Regions from separate parts of the Mus musculus genome. Here region 1 is linked to region 2. A link is a contact called in public HiChIP or PLAC-seq data. All regions are on one chromosome and are shown on one strand. The core of a region is the stretch at or near the end of the contact, and the rest is flanking DNA. Distances in the headings are between cores, read along the strand shown. Region 1 holds the start of Sdhb (succinate dehydrogenase complex, subunit B, iron sulfur (Ip)). Region 2 holds the start of Padi6 (peptidyl arginine deiminase, type VI).

Region 1 (7,525 bases), core at 88-2,587, 220 kb after region 2:
TGTCAATGGTCACATGGCCTTGAGGGGGCGATCAAGGTAACCCCCAGGGGTTCAGGCCTCTCCACACCCCCTTTAATGAGGCTACCTGGCAGAGAAGCCAGATTCAGGGTGAGTTCCCAGAAACTTGGCCCCATCTAGCCATTCCTCCTGTCATGGTAATTTCTCCAGTGTCTTCTAAAAGAGCCAGCGTGAGGAAACCCAAGACTATAAACAGTGCCCTCCTCTGCCAAAGGTGAGCGGAAAGAAATCAAATCCTTCCTCTGGTAACAAGGACCAGCAAAGTCACTGGGTGCCCCAAGAGACCAAGTGACTTGGGATACCAAGATCACGCCTGCCCAAGGTGGTCAAATCCCCAGTCAGAGGGTGGGGGGCTCTGAGAGAACCCATAAAAGGTGTCAGAAAGGCTGGACAGTGGTGGCGCATGCCTTTAATCCCAGCACTTGGAAGGCAAAGGCAGGCGGATTTCTGAGTTCAAGTCCAGTCTGGTCTACAAAGTGAGTTCCAGGACAGTCAGGGCTACACAGAGAAACCCTGTCTAGAAGTGCCAGAAAAAAAAAGCAGCTCAGGTGACTAAGGAAACTGACGAAATCTGAGGACACAGGTCGGTTAGTAGAAGGCTTGTTCAGCACACACAGGCATGGTGGCACACAGCTGTAATCCCAGCTCTCTGCAGTTCTTTACCTGTAGGAAGATCTGAAGTTGGGGACAGTGGACAGCCTGTGGGTCCTTGGTGGACAGCCTATAAGCTACATCACCCATCTTTCCTATTGTCATCTTCCTTGGGGTTAGAGAGGAATTAGGTGAGCAGCTCGCTCACTTACCACAGCATTCCAGAGGCTGGCACCAGCCACATACTAGGTACCCTTTCTGGCTGCTTTGGTTTTGGTTTTGTGTGTTTTGAGGCAGGGTCTCAAGTATCCCAGATGGACTCGACCTCATTAAGTAGCGGAGGGTGAGCTTGGTTCTCCTACTGTCTCCATATGCCGGGCATGCAACTTCTGTACCGACGTGACGTTCATCTTTTGATCACTTCAGTCACTTAACAAGTGTCCCAATCAGGTAGGGACTGACAGGTTCTCTAGATTTAGCACAAAGCTGACCAGACAAGAGTCACAGGTGATTGACAGACACCACTGCAAGTAGAGAAGGGTTAAAAATCACAGCCACCAGCAGAATAGGAAAGCCCCGCCCTCCTGGCCTCTGCCCCGCCCCTCCACGCTACCCTTCCCTCTCCCGCCCCTCAGACTCCAGAGGTCACCTTAGGAACATAGGAAGCCCAGTGGGCATGCGCCCTACGGGCCGCTGCTGCACACACGCACTTCCTGTACATTGGCTCGGAGAAACCGGAAGCGGCCTTCCACTCGTTGGCGCTTAGGCGGCTAGCGGTCCTCAGGGTGAGAGGCCGGCTTCCCACCGCGGTGTTCGACGGGATGCCGGAGGGGAAGGGGTGGGGCTGACGTCAGGAGCCAAAATGGCGGCGACGGTCGGGGTCTCCTTGAAGCGCGGCTTCCCGGCTGCCGTTCTCGGCAGAGTCGGCCTGCAGGTGAGCCCGGGAGCCGTGGTTCAGTGGGGAGCCGTGCCCGTCACCGAGGCTGCCTGGGTAGAGAGGCCGCGGAGAGGCGGAAGGAGCCCGGGTCCAGGCCTCGGGGGAGGACTTAACCCGGCATCCTGCTCTTGAGCATCCTTTCAGACAGCCATTCCGCGCTTCTCCATCACCGGAGAGAGAGGCGCGGCCGGGAGGAGGTTGGAAGAGAGAACAGAAAGACAGAGGTCTGGGAGGAGGACAGGGAGAGGTCAAGGTCATAGGATGAGCGACCTGTGGTCGGGACCCAGAATCAAATCCTGCTAGTTGTACTCCGCCAGGCTTGTGTGAAAGGGAGGCCTGCGGGGTGTCTGGGGTGGGACCCGGGAGGCCAGGTCGCACCTCCAGGTTAGGCTGGTCTGGATCGGTCAGGTCGGAGGGCGGTGGACTCTGCAAGGCAATGCACTTGACCCGCAGAGGAAGGGAGACATGAAAGAAAGCGACCCCGACCCCTTGAAAGATCCGTACTGTGGAAGTCTGCAGGCAAGACCCGGTTCCCTGAAGCGTGCTTATTCAGGGGTGTGTAGCGGCACTGATCTCATACCGCTGGCATGGGATGACAGGCAGAGCCTGGAGCTGCTTTTGTTAATAATTCTGTAGTAGCTCTGTCATAGGTCTCCCCACACGCCCTGTATCCTCGGGAGCTGCACAGTAGAAGCATTTAGAAAGGCGAGAAAAACTGCCTCTCCTTACTTTACAGATACCATTCAGTCCTCCTCTGGGCTTCTGGATAGTCCTTCACAGGCGGACAACAGGAACTCCCATTTTGTTTTGGGGGGTTTTGTTGGTTTTTTTTTTTTTTTTTTTTAGATTTGTGTGTGTGTGTATGAGTGTGTGCTTTCATGTATATGCACCATGTGCCCGTGGAGAAAAGAGAGCTGTATTTCCTGAACTGGAGTCACAGGTGGTTATCAGCCGCCATATGCGTGCAGGGAACTGAACTCTGCTCCTTCCAAAGTGCTAAGATGAATCTCCACCCTGTGATAATTTTAGTGTTGTTTTGGTTAGGTTTTGACTTTTCGGACAGTGTCTTTATGCAACCCTGGCTGGCCTGGAACTCAGAGATTCTCCGGCTTCAGCCTTCTGGGTGCTGGGATTAAAGGTGTGAGCCACCACCACCACCCGACTTGTGCATCCCTTTGCATGCACACCTATCACACCAGCACTCCAAAGGCTGATGCAGCAAGATCAGGAGTTTAAGGACATCCTCAGCCCCACACGGAATCCAAGGCCAACCTGGGCTACTTGGGACCCTGTCTCAACAAAAACAGACAGTGCCTTACCAGAGCCTCAGGCTGGTGTCCCAGATATTCAGTTAATGATTCTGTTTTTGTTGTTGAGAATGTTATGCATGAGTACTGTATTTAAATAATTTCCACCCCCTCTCTCCTCCCATGCCTCCCCTCCCTTTCACACTCATGACTTCTTTAATTATCATTGCTAAATATATACATACACAATCTCTTAAGTGCATTTAGTGTTCCTTATGCATGACGAGTTTAGGGCTGAGAACATGGGATGAATAATCACAACACCAGTCCGTGCCAAGGGGAATGGGAGAAATTTCACAAGGCCCCACCCCTAGTTGAAGAGCTGCAGCAATCAGTGGCTAACAAAGGGGGTGTGTCGGTTTGGGGGAGGAGCCACATGATAGGTTGTCCAGTTAATGGTTCTTGGTGACCTTGTTCTTCAGCCTCTTTCCTCGTTGCTGAGGCAGCAGTTGAGTTGTAAGAGCCCTGCTGTAAGGGGTGACTTCTCAGGCTCAGGCTGGGCTTTCTGAGTGTAGAAGAGGCTGGCTTCAAAGGTCGGACTCTGGTAGGATTTCAGGAGAGGCCTTTGCCTACTTTCCAGAGGCCTCCTGTCTGTGGGAATGCATATTTGTGCTCAAACAGCGCCATCCTCAGTTCTGGTTCTCAGTCCTGTGATGTGCACCTCTGGACTGCAGTCCTGCCTGTGGGAGTTTAGCTGCACTCGGTTAACTACCAGTAGCATCCTTATTTCTCCGTCTGGACTATGAACTCCAGGAGGGCAGACGCCTGGAATGCCCGCCTGCAGTCAGAACAATACAAATACATATATAAGCCAGTGTTGAAAAGCACAGATCGGGGCTGGAGAGATGGCTCAGAGGTTAAGAGCACTGACTGCTTTTCCGAAGGTCCTAAGTTCAAATCCCAACAACCACATGGTGGCTCACAACCATCTTTAAAGAGATCGGATGCCCTCTTCTGGTGTGTCTGAAGACAGCTACAGTGTACTTAGATATAATAATAAGTAAATCTTTAAAAAAAAAAAAAAGAAAGAAAAGCACAGATCATTTCCTGAGCTGTGCCAGCAGTTTGGCTTGCTCCTTGTGAAGTAGGTATCGGCTCCACCCTCCCCTTTGCAAAGGGGAAAGTGGGACCAGACTGGCTAAGCGATTCTCTAAAGAAAACACAGCTCAAAGGTAACAGGGCTGGATTGGAAGCAAACACACTAACACACTTCAGATACAAGCTTGCCCCTTGAGTCTGTGTGGGTTTGGCTTCATGCTGCCTTTGCCTTCCTGCCTTCGCCCACCTTCCCTCTTGGTGGCTGTGTCATCTGTCTAGCTTCAGGCCCACCCCTGAAGAAGCTAGAGGAAGTTCGTCTCCTCGCAGATTGTCTAGAGATGTTCTTCCCACATAGCACGCTCACTAGAGTCATAGATTGAGCTGCAGATGTGTTCAGTCTCCACTCCCATGGGGAACTTGGCACATAAGTTGCTGGACAAGGAGGGAGGGAAAGAAGGAAGTCTCACACTTTGGCCCATCTCCCTGTCTGCACAGTCTTTTTTTTTTTTTAAAGCAAAAGTTTATTAGGAAAAACTCCGAGAGCCAAGGAGATGACTCTGTGCATGTTGGTCAGGCCTGATGACCAGAGCCCCGCCCCCAGAGCCCACATGAAGGCAGAAGGAGGGACCCTACTGCAAAGTGTTCTTCTGCCCTCCACACGAGCGCATCCTCACCTCTGACATCATGCACACAATCGGAATAAATATGGTTTTGTTTCAAACAAAAGTTTTAATATAGATTTAGGCACACACATTAGGGGAGAGGACAAAAACTGCGAGGGGACACAGGCTTCTCATGGGGTTACTCATATTCCCCTTCCTAATACTGGGCAGCACTGAGGTTCCTGTGAGCTGCTGTTCTGCATCTAATGTCAGTGTGCACGATGCTACACAGCATCCATTAGGGAAGAATCGCAATACGGATGCATGTGGTCGTAATTACCTGGAGAGTCCAGAAGAGGGCGCAGGATGTGTCTGTATTATCCCCAGCACCTGCATAAACCAGGCATTGTAGGCCATCCCTGCTGACCCAGCATGGGGGTGCAGAGGCAGGAGGATGGGGCTTCATGGCCATCGGCTCAGGGTCATTGTCCCCGGCTGTCTGACTCACATGGCAGAGACTTGGTTTTGCTGAGATGCAGTGGAACACAGCAGAACTTGTTTGTTCCCTAATTTGATTTGTGTTCAGACATTCTTCATCTTGTTTTCTTCACCAGGTTTCCTCAGTGTGAGCTTTCACTGGGTTTGGGAGGAGTGCTTTCTTTTGAAATGCATGGTCTTAGCCTCCTCTGGCCTCAACTGCATGATCCTGCCTTCACCTCCCAAGTGTTTTTCGAGAGTCCTGTGCCAGTTTGAAAATGTTACCATGTTGGGTTTTTGGTTTGGTTTGGTTTGGTTTTGGTTTTGGTTTTGGTTTTTAGACAAGGTTTCTCTGTGTAGCCCTGGCTGTCCTGGAACTTGCTCTGTAGATCAAGCTGGCCTCAAACTCAAGAGATCCACTTGCCTCTGTCTCCCAAGTGCTGGGATTAAAAGGATGCACCACCACCCTAGCTGTCATGTTGGGATTCTTTACAAATACTTAATGCTGGGCAGTGGTGGTACATACTTTTAATCCCAGCACTTGGGAGGCAGAAGCAGGTGGATTTCTGAGTTCGAGGCCAGCCTGGTCTACAGAGTGAATTCCAGGACAGCCAGGGCTATACAGAGAAACCCTGTCTCGAAAAACCAAAAAAAAAACAAAAAAAACAAAAAACTTTATTCTGTTTGTATGATGAGGGAAGTAGCCCATGCCACTGTGTGGATAGTCAGTCCTGTCTGTCTGTCCATCTTACCTGGCTTCTGGGGATGGAACTCGAGTTTTTAGGCCACCATAGCAATCACTTGACCCTCTGAGCCATCTCACTGGCCATAGCATCCTGTTTTAAAAGCCCAAGTAGCTTTCTGACTGGTTTCTTCAGATCTCATGTAATAAGTCTCCCTTTTAAGTGTCATTATTTCACGTACATACATAATACAATGTTGTCACCACCTTGGTTTAAAGTCGTATAGGCCAGTCGTGTGGCACACACCTGTAATCTCAGCATTTAAAAGGCTGAGGGAGAAAGATTGAAAAGTTTGCGTCCAGCCTGGACTGCATGTGAGACCCTGTATCAACTGATGTTTCATTGTGCTCCATGACTCTCAGGACAAAAGGAACCCACCGCAGTGCTCTCGCCCTCACGTCAGCCTCCCCATCCTAGCAGCCTCACTCCTGCCTTTCCTCCTGCCTACTAACACTCTGCTCATCGGGCTCCAGTTAAACCCTAGGCAGGGCAGCCATGACCCCAGCTCACCTCCTCAGGATCCCTCCATGCACTTTGTCACGCAGGTCCCACCTCACTGTAGGTCACCACAGATAAGTTCTGTGGAGCGAAGGTTCTGTCTGTGTCAGAAATGAAGCTCGGTGTGGTGTCACTACAGTGCAGTGTCACTGCCCCTGGACCCATAGCTGCCATATCATGGGGGATTAACATCTGTTGGGTGTTGATGACCGTGCCTTCCAAGGAAGCTGGATACCAGCGTGTTTGTGCCCAGAAGTGCCATCATCATGCTTGATAAGTGGGGGAGTGCCTTGCAGTTTTTAATCAATCAATCTCTCTCTCCCTCCCTCCCTTTTTGTGGCTTTTTCAAGTTTCAGGCCTGTCGAGGGGCACAGACAGCTGCTGCTGCAGCTCCCAGAATCAAAAAATTTGCCATTTACCGATGGGACCCAGACAAGACTGGAGATAAACCTCGAATGCAGACGTACGAGGTGGATCTGAATAAGTAAGTGTCTGGGCCAGCCAGGCGCTGGCGAAGGAGAGCTTGGGAGGGTTTGCTGGGCTCTCAGTTAGGTCTGGTTTCTGCCATTATTTGCGGTGCTAGGGATTGTGGTGCCTGTGGGGTCATGCCTTTCAGGTCTTGAGAGATGTAAAATCCGATTCCCTTAATGATTGAGATAATCACATGTTTTCTGTCTTTAGAGTCAGTTAGATGTCTCTCAATAACTAGCTTGCGTGAGCGCGCTCGCACGTGCGCTCGCGCTCTCGCTCTCTCTCTCTCTCTCTCTCTCTCTCTCTCTCTCTCCAGTCTTTTGTAGTCCAGGCTTATCTTGAACTCACTATGTAGCTGAGGAAGACCTTGCATTTCTAATCTTCCTCTCTATGCCTCCCCAATTCTGGGGTTACTGGCATGGCTCGTGTGAGCTGCCATACCTGGTGTATGAGGTGCTGAGGTTGAGCCTGTAGCTTCGTGCACCTTGTATGAGTACTAGCTAGCTGTTTTATTAAGGAAAAAATTAAAAATATTGCCAGATAATTAGATGACAAAAATTTTGCAACTCAAACTCAGTAAGATGGGCAGTGGTGGCGTACAGTTTTAAACGCAATGCTTGGGAGACAGAGGTGGGCAGACTTCTGTGAGCTTGAGGCCAGCCTGGTCTTTGTGAGCTCCAGAACAGCCAGGGCTGCGCGGCAAAACTGTCTCAAAAAACAAGCAAACAAAACAGCAGAAGCCCACCTTGGCAATATGTGGCTAAAGTTATAAAATTTAAAAAATATATAAAGCCGTTAAAGAATTAGCTTTAATATAAATGTAAGCAGTGAATTAATCTGACA
Region 2 (6,750 bases), core at 2,205-4,704:
CAAGTGACAAGGACATTGAGGTAGGAAAGTCAAGCCAACCCTCTGCCTCTCATATTCAGCTTTGTCATCACAGGCCCTGGGGACTCTGGGGAGCCAGGGGACACAGATTGAGAAAGATGACCTGTGGGAACAGAAGGCTATCGGATGGATGAAAAGCCAAATAAAGGTAGCAGGTTGCTTTTGTTTCTCGAATGCAGGGACAGAGGCACGCTGCAAGGGTCATGTCCCACCAGAGGTCCAGAGATGGCAGCTGGCAGCTATAACTGGCTACTAACCAAGCCCATGCCTCTGGACACCTGGCTAGTTTTGGTTGGTTTTGAGACAGTCTGGCTATGTAAAAGCCAGGGATGGCACTAAACTCTCCATCCTGCATCAGACATCCAGGAACAGGGAGGAATGACAGGCAGCTGCCACCACATCTGACTCCATTTTGTTTTGAGACCATATCGTATCTACTATATAGCCAAGGGGGCTTGGAATTCCCTATGTACATCTGAGAATGGTCTTCAAACCCCAGTCTTCCAGCTTTTATTTCTGGGACGCTGGGATTAAAAGAACACATACATACCATACACACTAGGCTAAGTACACATGCATGCACACACTATAGTACACCTTGCTAGCATGCAGGCAGATCTATACACCATGCCTTGCTAGGCTCATACCCACACCTTGCTAGGCACCCACACATACACACACCCCTTGCTAGGTGCACACAACCTAGCTGTTTTTCAGTAGATCACAAGTTTACTTCATCGACCCCGATTTGTGGTATATAGTGGAGAGACTTGGATATCCCAACAGTCAGATAAACACAGGCTGAGGCCTAGGGATGGCTCCCCTAGGTCCTGCACCCTCCCTTGACCAGGCAGCCTCACCTTAGCTTGCTTATCACTTGGCATGTCCAGTTGTCCATCTCGATAGATGTCTGCCTCCAGGGAGATCTCTGAAAGGGAAGGAAGGGTCTCAGAACCTGGCCTGCTAACGGCGCCCTCAAAGCTCTGGCGACCCTTGCCTGACCTGGTTGGTAAAAAGCCTAACTGAGGTATCTTACTGTCAAGCATTGGACTGAAGAGATGGACTGGAGACACACAGGAAGAAGGCATCAGATCTCATTACAGATGGTTGTGAGCCCCACCATGTGGGTGCTGGGAACTGAATCAGGACCTCAGAAAGCATCCAGTGCTCTTACCCACTGAGCCATCTCTCCAGCCCCGCCAAGATAAATGTTTTAAGTGTACAATTTTATATTGGGCTGTAGCCATAGCTGTGCTGGGCCACAGGTTGGACACGCTGGTTAGAGGCAGTGTCGTCAGAGGCAGGTGGATTCTCATGAGTAAGTCAGGGAGGGAGCCATCCACAGTGGCCACCTGATTCTTACAAAGCAGCTTCAAGATGGGGCTGGAGAGAGAGAGAGCTCAGCTGTTGGCCCTTACTGCTCTCTCCCAGAGGATTGGAGTTTCCTTCCTGGCATGCCGTGGCTTGTGTCTCATAACTACCTGTACCTCTAAGTCCCAGCGCATCTGATGTCTTTCCCCTGGCTACACACACACACACACACACACACACATTTACGAGATGACATAGCAGTGGACCAGACCCAGCAGCAATGAGAATGAGGAAGTGGGGGCAGGTGACTCAAGTTCTGGTTGTTTCTAAGTGAGTGAACGTCAAGGGAACAGGCGCGTGGATATCATCTCAGGGCCAATAGAAAGCATCTTCTACACAAGGAGCCTCTTCCTTGCTTCACAAGACCTGCCCTGCTCTCCAGAGGAACGCCGGGTGGGTCTCAGCTCCTAGAGGGAAGACTCACCGATGCCGGTGAGAAACAGCACAGCTGTGGCCGTGGGGACTTCTTGGTCAGGACAGAAGTAGGAGACCAGCACCTGTGGAGACAGCCCAGAGCCATAGACTGGGTGTAAGCATGTGACCCTGCTTTGTGTTTCAGCATCTAATCTTCCAGTGACCCACTATGAGCTGACCCAGGGGCCATAGCCACTTAGGACGTCTAGGAGGGTGTCTTGCCAGGTGGTGCACACTTTTAATCCCAGTCATTAGGAGGCAGGGGTAGGAGGATCGTGGGAGTTCGAGGCCAGCCTGGTTTACAAAGGGAGTTCTAGGATGGCCAGGGCTACACAGAGAAACCCCGTCTCAAAACCCAACAAAAGCAGTTGTCGCTCACTAAAGTCGTTTGCCCTGGCTTGGAGCTGGCTCTGTAGCTCAGGTTAGGACCTCCAACTGCTGACCCTCCTCCTGGTTAATTGGGCTTAATAGGTATGCACTGCTCAGCTCAGGGTACAACACTGGTTCTGGCCCGACTCAAGGTACAGTGCTTACCCAAGTGAGCCACTCGCTGAAGGAAACTGCCTTCCGCCGACACATAGATGGGCAGGTTCCGCCCACTCACCATCCCTTAACTGCCTCTCTCTCCCTGCCCACAGACAGCTGCAGCTGGGTCTGCCTTGGGTAGGCAGGCCTGTTGCCAATGGCCTTCAGCTAGGCTTGCCAGCTTCCACATTGAGATCACCTGGGTAGGTTAAAGGTTACCCCTCTCCCCTCCATGGCTCACCTTGTCTTCATCCACAGTGGGGCTGGGCGCCACCATCCTCACCAATGCCACTGTGGGATGGTTCATTGACCTCCAGACCACAGTGTCCTCTTTGCCAGCGATGACGGAGCTAGAGATGTGGATCAAGATCCTGGGGGAACCACGGATGGTGAAAGACTTGCACTTGTCTGGTGCACACCTGGTTTGAAGGAGACAATACAGGTTAGAAGACTCACCAACCGATGAGGCGACAGGGTTCCAGGACAGCCCCCGATCTGGAGTCTGCATCCATCTTACGGAATTGAGGAGAGTTGTCAGTGAAGCTTGTGGGGGGGGGGGCGGGCGCTAACGTCTTCAGCCTCTCTTACCATCTCGACCCCCAGGACCTCCACGCCTTTGATGGATGTCCCACCCCAACCTCCCGCTCCCCCAAAGCCTCCTTGTGAGGATCACATCTTCATTTTACATACAAGCCTCAGCTTCACAGTCATGGAGTGAGCAGATGCCAGAACCGTAAGACACAACCCCCGCCTACTCAAGGACACCTTCGAAGCTAACAGGGATCTTGCAAGAGGCAGAGAAAGCTGTAAGTCAGTATCCCGAGCTGGGATGGGAGGGCTCTCAGAGACCAAGCCAGATTTCCTTGGGGTCGGTCAGTTCAGCTGAGAGCGCTAACCTCGGACTTCTGGGCACAGGGACTCTGCCCAGACCCTCCCTTCTCATTACCCCTACAGACACCCGCTAAGCCTTACTTGCTGATGTCCAAGGTGATTTCCATGCCTACCATGCAGAGGGCATGGGTGGGATTGACCAGAGACAGGCTGAGTGAGTTCTGAAAAGACATGGCTGGGCTTACCAAGCTAGCCACTGTCAGCAGTCCTTACCCACCAGAGTAATTGCCTAGGACGGTGGGGCTTCCTGGCCTTCCTCTTTAGTAGAGGTAAGGACCACCCCAGCCCGCCCCCTTGTTAAGGGTTCACAGGTGAGCCTGGAGGAGGAGGAAGAGGAGAAGGAGGTAGGGGGAAGGGTGAAGGGAGAGATCCTTCTACTCAGCATCAAAGTTTTAGCAGCTGCTGCCTGTAGACCCTGCAGCCCTAGGAAATTGGAGTCTAACAGCTTGGGGCTCTGCCCTTCCCACTGGTCTGGGTGCTACATCTCAAGATTATGGGGGAGTCTTGGTTCTAGGACAGTAGCTCTCAACCTGTTTTGGCCTCAAGGCTGGGATGGTGGTGGTGTCACACATCAGATATCCTGCATATTATGATTCATAACAGTAGCAAAATCACAGTTATGAGGTAGCAACGAAATAAGCTTATGGTTGGGGGTCACCACCTGTATTAAAGGGTTGCAGCACTAAGAAGGTTGAGGACCACTGTTCTAGGATGTGTGCTTCTTGGCAGCTAGTGGGGGTACTTGGTAAAGTGCTATGCTCACAGAAGTGTCAGGAAGCTATAGCTAGCTCTGCAAATCCCTGATCCTGGCAGGCAATCTGCATCCTTTTCCCGGGTGATAACGATGATAAGCCAGTCAGTCACAGCTGTGTCTCTTGTTAGCATCAGGGCGGGTAGGGTGGGGGATGGGCAGCAGGAGCTGGTGCATGGGCTAGACCTGTGCAGCCTGGCTTACAGCTGTTATCCCTTTAGGCTGACCTCTGACCTTCACATGTGCACTGTGGTGTGAGAACACACACACACACACACACGAAGCAGAAAGGAAATTGTATATCTACTGTGCAGTTCAAAACTGCTAAAATGGGGGGGGTCAGCATTCTCGTGCCCTGTGGAGTCGCTGAGATGACACATACATCTTTGAGGTTCATGGTCTCTTCAGTATTGGCATTCCTAGATCAGACTACAAAGCCACACATGGTAGTCCCTGCCTGTCACCTGTTCAGCACCCACACTGAGGCAGGAGGATTTCTGTGAGTTTGAGACCAGCCTGGGTTTCAGAATGATGCTCTGTTTCAAAAAGCCGCCAAATTCTGTATTGCATTCCATAGTATATGTATGTGTTGTCAGGGGGGAAAAAAAGATCCAGCTGAGGTAGGCTAGCCTGTGATTACCGAGTGACTTCAAGTCTAGATTGGTCAATTTAACAAGACTGTGCCAATGTTCTGAAAAGGGGATAGGTGGGAGCATAGCTCCTTGGTAGAGAACTATCTGCCTCCACGTCCCTGTTATTTGCTCATTAAGAGCCGAGCATGGTGGCTCACGTCTGCAATCCCAGAACTGGGTAGATGGAGGCAGGAGGAACAAGAATAGGGAGCCAGCCTAGGTTAATTAAGGAGATTCTGTATGGAAACTTCATATTTCCCAGAAGACCTTGGTGCAGGGCACAGCCTAGAGAGAGCAGCCTCCATTACTCTCTTTCTCCATTCTACTGGCCTCTCAGAGAAGGAGCTAGCTCCCAGCCGCCTCAGAGGTGCATACCTGCATCCACGCACCCAGGAGGCTCAAGCGGGAAGATGGTTACAAGTCTGAGGGCAGCCTTGGCTAAAAAAGGAGTTTCAGACAGACTAGGGCTTCTAGGAAGACCCTGTCTCAATCAATCAATCAATCAATCAATCAATCAATCAATCAATCAATCCGAAGCTGGAAGAGGCAGAGAGGAGCTCTCTTGGGGGACCTGGAGAGGGAAGGGAACAGCCACCCAGCTACTCAGCTTCCCGCCAAGTAAAATTGCTTTGGTCCCAGTATGAGAAACTGGGTCCCTTCCTGGGGTTTAGGAACACCTGGTCTGTGGAACACCTGGTCTGTGGCATTTACCACGTCTGTCTCAGAGCACTCTTAGGCAGTCTCTGAGGGAGGGGGATGAAGGGAATTTTTGGCTTGATGAGGTTAAAGAAAAGTCAGGACTGGCCAGGTAGCTCAGTGGGTTAAAGACGTTCACCACTGAGCCCGATGTGCAGAGCACGCATGGTGGAAGGAGGAAAGTGAGTCTCACAAGCTGTCCTCTGATCTCCACATGTGCACTGTGGTCTCTCTCTCTCTCTCTCTCTCTCTCTCTCTCTCTCTCTCTCTCTCTCTCTCTCTCTCTCTCTCACAGTAGGGCATGGTGGCCACACTTCTAGTCCCAGTACTTGGGAGGCAAAGGCAAGTAGCATGTGTGACACACCAGCGCCACCCAGTGCATGCCTGTGGCAGTCAAAGGACAGCTTTGTAGAGGCAGGTCTCTCTCCCCACCTTTACTCAGGTCCTGGGGACCAGCCTTGGCTCACCATTGGTTTCATGGCAAGTGCCTTTCCCCACTGAGCCATCTCACTGGCCTGAGGAACGTGTTTCTATTTACTCATTTTAATTAAACGTTAATTAATTGTCTCTGGATCTCACTGTGTAGACCTGTTAGCCTGAACTCAATATATAGACCAGCTTGGTCTTGAATTCACAGAGATCCACCTGCCTCTGTCTCCGGAGGGTGGGAGTTAAGGGTGTGTGTCATCACCTTAGGCTCCAAGGAATTTGTGTGTGTGTGGGGGGGGTTGTTTGTTTGTTTGTTTGTTTGTTTGTTTTTTGAGACAGGGTTTCTCCGTGTAGCCCTGGCTGTCCTGGAACTCACTCTGTAGATTAGGCTGGCCTCGAACTCAGAAATCTGCCTGCCTCTGCCTCCCGAGTTATACCTAAGTACACTGTAGCTGTCTTCAGATGCACCAGAAGAGAGCGTCACAGATAGTTGTGAGCCACCATGTGGTTACTGGGATTTGAACTCAGGAACTTTGGAAGAGCAGTCGGTGCTCTTAACCACTGAGCCATCTCACAAGCCCTTTTTTTTTCTTAAGATTTATTTATTATATGTAAGTACACTGTAGCTGTCTTCAGACACGCCAGAAAAGGGAGTCAGATCTCGTTACAGATGGTTGTGAGCCACCATGTGGTTGCTGGGATTTGAACTCATGACCTGCAGTCAATGCTCTTACCCGCTGAGCCATCTTGCCAGCCGTGGTTTGTTTTTTTTTTTTAATTTTTATTAAATATATATAAAGAGAGAGACACATACGGCAGAGTAAATAAGTCAAAAGAGCTGCCAGCCATAGTTGAAGCTTTTTCACCTCATTGGTGCTTTGAAATTGATTCCAATGTGCTTTGCGGAGGGTGGGGCTGGGGGTGTGGAACTCCGTGGTAAACTAAAGATACAAAACTACATCTTTATTGCAGCATCTCTAAGCAGAGCTGAGCTTGCTATGCAAGGACCATTTGAGGACACAC

What was found. HiChIP or PLAC-seq counts read pairs in DNA pulled down with a chosen protein or histone mark.
Region 1: a contact with region 2 is called in an H3K4me3 HiChIP or PLAC-seq map of embryonic stem cells, with 17 read pairs. The contact joins the promoter of Sdhb here to the promoter of Padi6 in region 2. A contact is called at or near these places in 14 of 39 promoter capture datasets (the 3T3-L1 cell line, the C10 cell line, the HPC-7 cell line and 9 more), 2 of 15 datasets of contacts at CTCF or cohesin (large pre-B cells and thymocytes), 4 of 484 Hi-C or Micro-C datasets (B cells, the G1E-ER4 cell line, the N1E-115 cell line and 1 more), 25 of 115 datasets of contacts at active chromatin or transcription factors (the SCID.adh cell line, SST interneurons, astrocytes and 17 more) and 4 of 9 other capture datasets (adipose tissue, liver, macrophages and 1 more).

Annotation. Positions count from the first base shown.
Region 1 is chr4:140,959,934-140,967,458 of GRCm38.p6, forward strand. It overlaps Sdhb (succinate dehydrogenase complex, subunit B, iron sulfur (Ip)), which reads left to right and starts at 1,338. Exons shown (of 8, transcript NM_023374.4): 1 at 1,338-1,543; 2 at 6,562-6,695. The coding sequence starts at 1,472.
Region 2 is chr4:140,739,189-140,745,938 of GRCm38.p6, forward strand. Padi6 (peptidyl arginine deiminase, type VI) reads right to left here and starts at 3,455. Exons shown (of 16, transcript NM_153106.2): 1 at 3,301-3,455; 2 at 2,570-2,747; 3 at 1,814-1,886; 4 at 879-946. The coding sequence starts at 3,392. Padi4 (peptidyl arginine deiminase, type IV) reads right to left here. Exons shown (of 16, transcript NM_011061.2): 16 at 6,320-6,750.